Linked DNA regions of Rattus norvegicus: region 1 is linked to region 2. A link is a contact called in public Hi-C data. All regions are on one chromosome and are shown on one strand. Each heading gives the region's core, a stretch centred on a gene start, on an enhancer-like site or on the middle of the called end of the contact. The rest is flanking DNA. Distances are from core to core; before and after follow the strand shown.

Region 1 (5,488 bases), core at 2,881-5,380, 110 kb after region 2:
TGCATGCCTGGGATGAAGCCTACTTGATCATGATGGATGATTGTTTTGATGTGCTCTTGAATTCGGTTTGCCAGAATTTTATTGAGTATTTTTGCGTCGATATTCATAAGGGAAATTGGTCTGAAGTTCTCTTTCTTTGTTGGGTCTTTGTGTGGTTTAGGTAAAGAGTAATTGTGGCTTCATAGAAGGAATTTGGTAGTGCTCTATCTGTTTCAATTTTGTGGAATATTTTGGATAATATTGGTATGAGGTCTTCTAGAAGGTCTGATAGAATTCTGCACTAAACCCGTCTGGACCTGGGCTCTTTTTGGTTGGGAGACCTTTAATGACTGCTTCTATTTCCTTAGGAGTTATGGGGTTGTTTAACTGGTTTATCTGTTCCTGATTTAACTTCGGTACCTGGTATCTGTCTAGGAAATTGTCCATTTCCTGCAGATTTTCAAGTTTTGTTGAATATAGGCTTCTGTAGTAAGATATGATGATTTTTTGAATTTCCTCTGATTCTGTAGTTATGTCTCCCTTTTCATTTCTGATTTTGTTAATTTGGACACACTCTCTGTGTCCTCTCGTTAGTCTGGCTAAGGGTTTATCTATCTTGTTGATTTTCTCAAAGAACCAACTTTTGGTTCTGTTGATTCTTTCTATGGTCCTTTTTGTTTCTACTTGGTTGGTTTCAGCTCTGAGTTTGATTATTTCCTGCCTTCTACTCCTCCTGGGTGTATTTGCTTCTTTTTGTTCTAGAGCTTTTAGGTATGCTGTCAAGCTGCTGACATATGCTCTCTCCTGTATCTTTCTGCAGGCACTCAGAGCTATGAGTTTTCCTCTTAGCACAGCTTTCATTGTGTCCCATAAGTGTGGGTATGTTGTACCTTCATTTTCATTAAATTCTAAGAAGTCTTTAATTTCTTTCTTTATTTCTTCCTTGACCAGGTTATCATTGAGTAGAGCATCGTTCAACTTCCATGTATATGTGGGCGTTCTTCCCTTACTGTTATTGAAGACCAGCGTTAGGCCGTGGTGGTCTTATAGGACGCAGGGGATTATTTCTATCTTTCTATATCTATTGAGGCCTGTTTTATGACCAATTATATGGTCAATTTTGGAGAAAGTACCATGAGGTGCTGAGAAGAATGTATATCCTTTTGCTTTAGGATAGAATGTTCTATAAATATCTGTTAAGTCCATTTGGTTCATGACTTCTCTTAGTCTGTCTACAAGTCTGACAAATTCTTAACTCAGGGAAACTTCTCTCACAGAACTATGGTGTGTGTGTACATATCTATGCAGAAAATAAAAATGTTCCAATTAGAGAAAACTTTGCTTTAGTTGAAAAGCATCTATTTTCTTCTAGATCTTGATTTTTTGGTGAGTATGGAGAGTGTTTTGCAGGAAACTCAATATTTTTTGTTAAAACAAACAAGCAAACAAAAACTCAATTAATGGAAAGGGATAGAAAAAAGACCATAAAAGAACCAAACAAGACAGTTTCAAAATACAAAAGAGTGTATACTGAGTTTTGAAATACATAATACTGAGACAGAAATTCCACAGCATTGTTCATTTCCATAACTTACCAGAAACCACACATTTCACATGATTTGCTGAAAGAAGATTCCGGCTCCTCCTCAATTCTGTCTCCCTCTTCGTGTTGTAGTGGATCTGCAAATCACAAGCTCCAGGATCAAGGATAAATTCTTTAGCTGTGCTCCTTGAAAGCTTTCCTGTTAGAGTTTCCTTCACATTAAGACATAAGGAGGATGTTCTACAGCAATTTCCTCTAAACACACACACACACACACACACACACACACACACACACACACAGACACACATACACACACAGAGACATACGCACACAGACACACACACACACACACACACACACACAGAGAGAGAGAGAGAGAGAGAGAGAGAGAGAGAGAGAGCAAAAACAGGCTGAAGAAACAAAACAACATTCGACAAACAATACCCATACCATAAAACAAACAAACCAAGCAGCAAATCAAACAACAGAATCCAAAACCAAACAAATTCTTTGATTCTTATAGTGAATTCATTATTCATTTCTCTTGCCCAGAAATACTCAAATATTCAATACTTGATTGAGTATATAATATAAGAGATACTTCCAAGCATCTCCACTTTTACAGAGACTCACCTTGACAATGTAAAAGACAATGCTCAACTCTTCTGAGGGTCTCTCTTGAATCTCCCCTTTATACCTTTAGCTTGATTCAAATTGCATTAAAATATATACCTTTATCTTCCTCCTGCAGGCAGGCAGTAGCAGTGAGGTGTATCTTCAGCTTGTCCACGGAAGCTTCTTCAATCTTTACAGCACTCATTTTTGAACTGAGAGGAAGAACGGAATTCAGGAGGAGATTTGACATGAAACTGTGAAGAGGGAGAGGGAGCCTTATATATTGTATGTGCTTCCTGATAAACACTTTATGAGTTCAGTTAAGAAGGGTGATTCATTAGTCACTCCTTCTCAGTCCTGAACATATCACCTGTCAGCACATAGTTTTTTGTTTGTTGAGGAAATAGAATCACAAGGTAGAAGATTGTGACATGAAATTATGTGAACTTTAAACGCAATAAATAAAATAGACAAATGCCTGAGAATTGGAAAATGCTCCTTACTTATCACTGATTCTTTAAGAAAAATATTGCTTTGATGAAAGATGCTGTTATTAATTGGGGAAACTATTTATTTTGAAACAGGGTCTCACATGTACCTCTGGTAGCCTCAGTCTCACTTTGTGGACCTGGATAGACTCAAATTCTTGGAGAACAGCTTGCTTCTGCTTATATGTGTGAGCCTTAAGAATGCAAGTCATTCTACTCAGCCTATATATTTTACTTTTAGAACGTTTTTACTCAGAATCTCTAGATTTGGCCGTTCTCTTAATCGTCAGTAATTATGATGTTGTTTAGAAAAAAAAGGGTGCTGCTGAAATGCAAATACAGGGGAACACACAGCTACAGAGCCATCACCTGTCCAGGGACCTGTCCCAGGAGCAGCAGCTCCATTCTCAGTGGGCACTACAGAAAGAGTACAGAAACAGATATGTTTGAGAGATATTCTTGCATTATGGTTTACAGTAAGTAATTTGAAAAGCCATGTTAGTGAAGTGCTAGAGTGCACTGAAGATCCAAGTATAATAGATAAGACAGGAATGAGCATACAGTGCATGTTGGGAGGTGCAATATATGCAGTGTCGTAGAGATGTGTACAGGATTATAGTTCCCTGACAGAATGGACAATCATAATGAAGAACAAAGGCCAGGTAAATACACAACGTAATGATGTGACATGTGCACTTTGCTCTGTTTTATAGATCTGTTTTGATATTTGGAAAGAGAGCAGGAATAAATCCCTACAGAGGCCACTAAGCATTTTTTATACTGATCTCAGAAGACAAGTATATGAATTTTTCAAGAGAGATACCTTACACCTAATGGAGTAGGTGTTTGTAATTATGTGGTAAAACTTTGACATTGCTATTAATGTTAAGCATACCCAAACCAAGCTACAGTAAATATATTCAATTACATACACACAGAAAGGCATGTACAAAATGGTTTTGCTACCATTATTTCTAACGGCCAATTCAGAAGTCTAGATACTCATTAATATCATCTGTTAGAAACACACTATTCTGTGTTTATGTGGTGTGCATACTAGACATCATTGAACAAGAACCCTTTCGTGGTAGGCAACAGCATGGATGTCATCAAAATCCTAACAAGAAGGGAGCTGCTGGGAAATACATGGCAAACAGCTTCATTTCTATGATGCTCACAACCATGCATTTAAACACAACTGAAGTATGCAATGCATAAAAAGGCAGAGCCAAGAGAATGTTATGAAAACAGTGGGTTGTTAATTAAGCATGTCACCCCAAGAACACTAGAGCACTTCTCTAGAAATAATGTGCCTCAAGCTAACTCCTTTTAACCAAAAGTACAATTATTTCTTATGAGTGTGGCTTTATCAAATGTCTACTTACCCGATATGACAATTCCAAAAATGCACCAACTTCATCTCCTCTAGCTCTCAACTGACTTTCAATCTATAAGTTTTCAGTTCACACAGCCTGGGTGGTGTCTGTCTCCTCTGACAACCTTTGGACAGCTCCTGCTGAGCTCTGTACATAGACACCATTTAGATAAGGTTTTGATCCCTGCTATTCCTGGTTATCTCCTCTTATCTCAGCCTCATGGTTGATAGAAGCTGTAAAGTTTGAAATGTCAGGTCATAAGCACATAAGATGGTTATAGAAAGACAAACAAGTAGAGAGACCACAAACAAGTAGAGATCATGGATTAAAGAGAAAGGTGGAGATTTTCTGAGTCAGGAGTGCTTGCCTCTGAGGCCCTTATAGAGTAAAATCTCTTTGCAACAAAGTATTATACAGACTGGATTACCTGATGGTAACTAGAAGCTTTAGCACAAGCTCCCTATTACTACTGACTTCCTTCCCCAACCAGCATTTTTACTTTCCTGGGACCTGAAAACAATGTCCTAATTTCAACTGAGAAGCACTTGTAGAAGAGAATATGTCATCTTTTCACATCAACAAAAGGGTAGACTTTCAAAGTCAAAGGAACCACCTCCCACCCCAACAGGACCACATTCAGAACTCAGTCAGCAGATCTTTTTGAGGAGTTTGAAGGCTATCATCTAATTTATTAAGTATGCCTGATTGTAAACAAACTTTATTAGTTTTTAGCTACTTGCTTCAATCTTAACGTGAAAACATACACAGAAGGCTGAAGCATGTCTTTGTGAATGAACCAAAGGTGGAAGCATGTCTTTATGAATGAACTGTAATTGTACTTAGCATGACTACAGGCATAGTTCTGAGCACATGACAGAATCTGATCATTTATAAAGTAACTGAAAATTAACTTGCACATCTTACTTGTCTTTACCAATTACAGCAAGTTAGTCACTTTCATAACATTTGAAGTTGATATTTTCCCCCTGTTAAGTTTGAGCCTTAAATTTGAATTGATGATTAACTGAAGATCCTTTGTTATCAAAGCTAGCCATAAATACAATGTTAAACCATATTAGTTCACAAACAAAATGCACAGGGCCTGGCAACCTTGCTTTTCTGATACTTTCATGCTGTATCATTACACAGCACTGATGTTTCTTGTGTGACTCAGTGTATCTAAATAGCTAAAGCTGAACAAGTTTAGCAAAGACCAAAAAGCTATGTATAATCTTCAAGTCAGTTCCTGCTAGCCTGAGTAGACCTTAAGAATTTATAAACCTTATTTACCAAGCATACATAATTCGTTGCACATATTTTGGTCCTTATCTAAAAATTTCAAGAAGCCCAGTGTTAAGCACGGTTAACAAAGACATAATTGGTTATACATACATCTCTAAGTCAGTTTCTGTAAAGCTGAGTAGACCTTTATAAAAAGAGGAATTTATGAACATATGTTGTTCCCAGGACCCAGTGGAGAGGAT
Region 2 (5,307 bases), core at 756-3,255:
ATCTTGTCACCATTACATAGACTAATGATTCCTTGGCCTCAGCCCATCCTATTGCGCAGATCTCCTGCAGAATCAATATGAAGATGTACTTTCATGTATTAATGCTGTGTAAATGAATTTGTATTTGATGATCATGATTTTAAAGAACTCCAAAATTGGTACAAATCATCTCATCCATCCTACGGAATAAAAACTGTAAATAGAGCTCTGTAAAACTTCATGTATGAAGAAATAATTGCACTAGGAAAAGGAAACAGGCTTGGAACAAATTTACAATCAAGGAAAACATTCCTTCTACGTTAGGAGTAAGGACACTATCTGGCTATTAAAGGTCACAAAGTGGGAATGGGCATTTTATTGTAGATTCAAGGACAGAAAATTCAAGGACAGAAAATAAAGAAGTCTATACAAGACTTTAAAACAATGAAATACAAGGCAGGTGATTTATCTCTTGACAAAACCATGCTAATTTATGACATAAAACATTGCCTTAAACTTATAATGAACTTATGGAACTAGAAAAAGATAATTAATGTTTAGTGAGGTACTAGTCCTAATAGAAAAATATGCCAAAAATTATGCTGTAATTCTTTAATGCTTATTGATCTATTACATGGACTATTGCCTTAAACTTACGATGAACTTATGGAATGATAAAATGCCTTTTTTTAAAAAAAACACTGCATCATCAATTATCCTGAGAAAGTATAAAATCCAAGAACAATAATAAAGTGATGGTGCTGCCTTATCTACTTCATCCAGTATAAATATAGGTATCTATTTATGTTCCCCTCTCTCTGTCTCTGTCTCTGTCTCTGTCTCTGTCTCTCTCTCTCATTTCTTTCTTTTCTGTCTGGTTCACAAATAGTTAATGAACTCTGAACCTCTTACCTGGTCAGTGAGCCATCCCTGAGTCAAAGAGGATAATACCCAAGTAACTGAGTTTTTTTTCCCCTGTTGCTCTCAGAAGGAATTAATTGTCAGATGCCAATAGCTGTTGGCTCCTGAATAACAAGAGAGAATTAGATTTCCAGAAGTCATCAGCTTTTGGTCCTGGTTGCAGATGCTACTCTCTTGCCTTCCCCGGGTACCTGAATGTTGAGCAGGACCTGGGCATTGTATTCAGATACCTCAGTATACCAGGAATGGCAGTCAAGTGTACTTCAGACCCAGAGACTTCCTAGCTTTCTTTCACTAATAGCTTTACTTCTGAATTTGCATTGGAGGAGAACCAATACATTTTTCTTTCTCATACGTGTTAAAGCACAGGTGCTCAAATACGGAGAAGGGTCTAACTAATTATAGGACCTGGATCCCTCATGTGATGTGAGCTGTCTTCATTCTCATTTCCCTGTTGGTTGGAGCAGGCATGACAGGCTACACTGCAGTTTAAACTTCAACCCTATTCATGGGGTTTAAAAACCACTAAGGAATTCAGTGTTCTAGTAGACATAGATTGGAGTCATTTGGAAAATTCTACTTCCCATATGGAAACCCAGTTTGACTCTTTAGCCGAGGATGATATTCAGAATTAAAGAGAATTGGCCGTCCTCTTTAGGAGATAAGAATGCCTCTGCATGGCATTAAGAGAAACTTGTTGCTTCTATGCCAATCAGTCAGGAATAATTAGATAAAATTTAGCCATGGTCAAAAATAACCATCAAGGAAAAAGAAAAGAGGCATCGAGATTCTAAACTGGTACTAATCTTTGTTCTCCTTGTCTACTTTATAGCCATGACTAGATAATTAATCCTGTTTTTCCTAGCTGTCAGTATAAGACCCTGCTTGCTCAATTACTTACTTAGATATTTAAGACAGAGAATAAATTCTGTTAAAACATTAGTGCTAAGGAGATGGTATAACCTGTTGCCCTAAGGTGAATCCATGTGTTGACCATGCCCATAGAAACAGTGGCGAATGTGACAGGCCTTCCAGAGCTTAGTAAGTCATTAGCTCTTAGTACAATTGACACTATGATGGAAATACCCTTCAGGTCTTGGAACCCAGCATGTTGACAGTGTTGCCTTGCAAAATGAGAACCAAAACCTAATCCATCAAAGTTCATAGTTCAGGAAAATCTCTACTTGTACTAATATTGGCTTTTAGCTTTGTAGTTTGTAGTTTGCTTCTGGCTAACTGTTCTTGCTGAATGAGGTGTGTTAACCAAGTATGTTGTTTTGTGCTCAAAAGCTCACCCTGGGAAAGACAGGATTTCACTGGGGTCCTGAACAGGTAGATTAGTTGCCAGGTGGCTAATAAAGACTTTTTATTGGCTTGAATCTGTGTCTGAGTGCTCTTCTCTGGTAAGTAGCCCACAACACCTGAGCAAGTAGGTAGCAAAAAATAATCAAGCTCAGAGCCAAAATCAATAAAAATAGAACAAATGAACAAAACCATTCAAAGAATCAATGAAACAAATGTTCGGTTCTTTGAGAAAATCAATAAGATTCACAAACCCTTAGCCAAGTTAACTAAAGGACAACTGAGAATATGTAAATTAACAAAATTAGAGACAAAATGGATATATAACAGCAGACAAGAAATCACTCATAAGGACATATTTTAAAATCTGTAGTATACATAATTGGAAAACATGGACAAATTTGTTGACATTATCACTTATAAAAGTTAAATCAAGATCAGGCAGGCATCTAAACAGATATATAATTCCTAGTGAAGAAGAAGCAGTAATTAAATGTCTACCAACCAAAAAAAGACCCAGGGTCAGATTGATTTAGAACAGAATTCCACCAGATTTTGAAAGAATTAATGCCAATATTCCCCAAATTATTCCCTAAAATATAAACAGAAGAAACACTGTATAATATTTTTTACAATCAGGTCCACAATTATACTATACCTAAGACACCGAACACCCACAAAGAAAAAGTTATCATTGAACAATTTCCCTTATGAATATAGATGCAAAAATTCTCAAACTGAATTATAAGAACAATCAAAAGGACCATCAACTATGATCAAGTAGGTGTCATACTTGATCATAGCAGTGACATAGGGATGGTTCAAGATATATAAATCTAATCAATATTACTCACCAGATAAACAGACTAAAAGACAAAACTGTGTGATCATTTCATTAGATGAAAAAAAAAGGCATTTGGAGAAAAATCCAACATCCATCCATGATGAAAGCGAACATAAGAAAGGCAGTTTACAGCCAATACCCTGCCAACTCCAAGCTAAATAGAGAGAAACTCAAAGCATTTGCACTAAAATCAGGAACAAGATAAGATTTTCTATCCTCTCCATACCTATTCCATACAGTACTTGAATGCTTAGCTAGAGCAATAAAGCAACAGAAGTAGATCAAGTGGATACAAATAGGAAAGGAAGGAGTCAAAGTACCTTCATTTTTAGATGACATGTCAGCATCTATAAGTGAGTCTCAAAAAAAATTCTCTTGAGAAGCTCCTACAAATGATAAACACTTTCAGCAGTAGGAGGATGTAAAATTAACTCACAAAATCAGCAGCCTTCTTATAGACAACTGACCCATTGACTAAGAAAAAATCAGGAAACAGCACCTTTTATAATAGCCTCAACCAATTTAAAATATCCTGGGATAACTGACTGAGCAAATGAAACACTTGTATGATTAAAAGCTCCAAGGCTTTGATAAAGAAATTGTAAAAAGTTTTTTAAGGAAAAAGAGAAATGGTCATTATTCTTAGTTATCAGGGAAATACAAATCAAAACAATGTTGAGATTTCCTTTTCTGGTAGCCAGAAAAATAACCAAAATAAAAAAAAAACAAAAACAAAAACAGAATCAAAAACAAAAAAGCACCAAAAACAACAACAACAACAACAACAACAACAACAACAACACACACACACACACACACACACACACACACACACACAAAAGCAAAAACCAAAATAACCCCCCACCGCCAAAAAAACTCCCAACAGTTTGTGGTGGTGAGGATCTGAGGAGAGCACTCATTATTGCTGAATGCAAACTTGTACAGCCATTTTGGGAATCAGTGTCATGGTTCACAGTCACTATGGAAATCAGTGTGATGGCTCACAGCCACTATGGGAATCTGGGTGATGCTCCTCAGGACTCTAGTAATCAATTTACCTTAAGATGCAGCTAACTCACACTTGAGCATATTTTCAACAACTCTACATTCCATTATAGATACACTTGCTCAACCATGTTCATTGCTGTTCTATTCATAATTGCCAGAAATTGAAAACAGCCTAGGTGTCACATCAACAAAAGTGGATCAGGAAAATATGGTACATTTACACAATGGAATATTATTCAGCTATTGAAAAACAAAAACAATGCAATTGGCAGGTAAATAGGTGGATCTAAAAATTATCCTGAATGAGGTAACATTGACTCAAAAAGAAAAATATGGTATATGTTTGATCATATGTGGATATTAACTGTTACGTCCTCAGTAAGCAGGCCACAGGCCCTATAGCCACAGATGTTAGGTTAGACTACAGCGGAGAAAAGAATCTCCCTAGAAAAGGAAAATAGACTAGATACTTAGAGCTGGAGGGGGCTGCATGGATTGTAAGGGAAGTTCAAATGGGGAGAGGGGAAAAAAGAGAGAAGAGTGAGGAAGGGATTGTGGGGAGGGGCCACTAAACTTACGGGGTATTTGAGGGGTTGTTTGATAGTCTGCGACAGTAGATGCTTCTTAAAATATATCAGAAATAAGTCTAAATGGAATAACCAAATAACGGGGGAATAAGCCTCAGTAGACATCTCTTGCCACTAAATGAACCTCCAGTTATGTGAATGGTTTCATCTAATCAAGTTGTGGGCTAAAAAGACCCCCATGGAAATCCCAAAACAATTCAGACAACTTCCAAGGCTATAGGTTGTTCTTCTCACACTGAGGGTAAGGCCCAATTGCTAAAACCATCACTTACATAATTCACGGAGCAGAGTATTCAAGCTTTTGCTTACCTAGAGCCTTCACGCCTACTGACTAGTTAGTGCTCATGGTAATGGAAGGTACCATGTATGTTACCAGAAAAGAAAGGTAAACATTAGCCCGGATACAAATCCTTTGATTTTCAAAGATAGTCCCACAAAATTTGTGGGAGTAACCAACCATTCCCTAATTTGATTTAAGTCCTAGTCCCTGATGACTGAAGATCCATCCCATATACAGATACCAAACACAGACACTACTGTGGATGCCAAGACGCTCTTGCTGTCAGGAACCTGGTATAGCTGTCCCCTGAGAGGCTCTGCCAGAACCTGACAAATAGAGATGTGGATGCTCACAGACAGCCATCAGACTGAGCCCAGGAACCCCAA

The links. Hi-C and Micro-C count contacts between places; a contact is called where the count stands out from the background.
Region 1: a Hi-C map of hepatocytes shows a contact between it and region 2, with 2.7 times the contacts expected there. The contact joins the promoter of Clec2h here to the enhancer-like site in region 2. A contact is called at or near these places in 2 of 12 Hi-C or Micro-C datasets (hepatocytes and prefrontal cortex).

The regions. Positions count from the first base shown.
Region 1 is chr4:164,186,648-164,192,135 of GRCr8, forward strand. Clec2h (C-type lectin domain family 2, member H) reads right to left here and starts at 4,131. Exons shown (of 7, transcript XM_063286985.1): 1 at 4,014-4,131; 2 at 2,258-2,352; 3 at 1,575-1,673. The coding sequence starts at 4,048.
Region 2 is chr4:164,082,991-164,088,297 of GRCr8, forward strand. No RefSeq gene overlaps it. Among named protein-coding and RNA genes, the nearest start is that of Klrb1c, 17 kb to the left of the region's middle. Within about 2 kb of position 2,006, at least 2 of the 93 cell types and tissues checked have an H3K27ac peak or open chromatin away from gene starts, as enhancers often do. A contact at or near this core is called in hepatocytes, where this site is marked.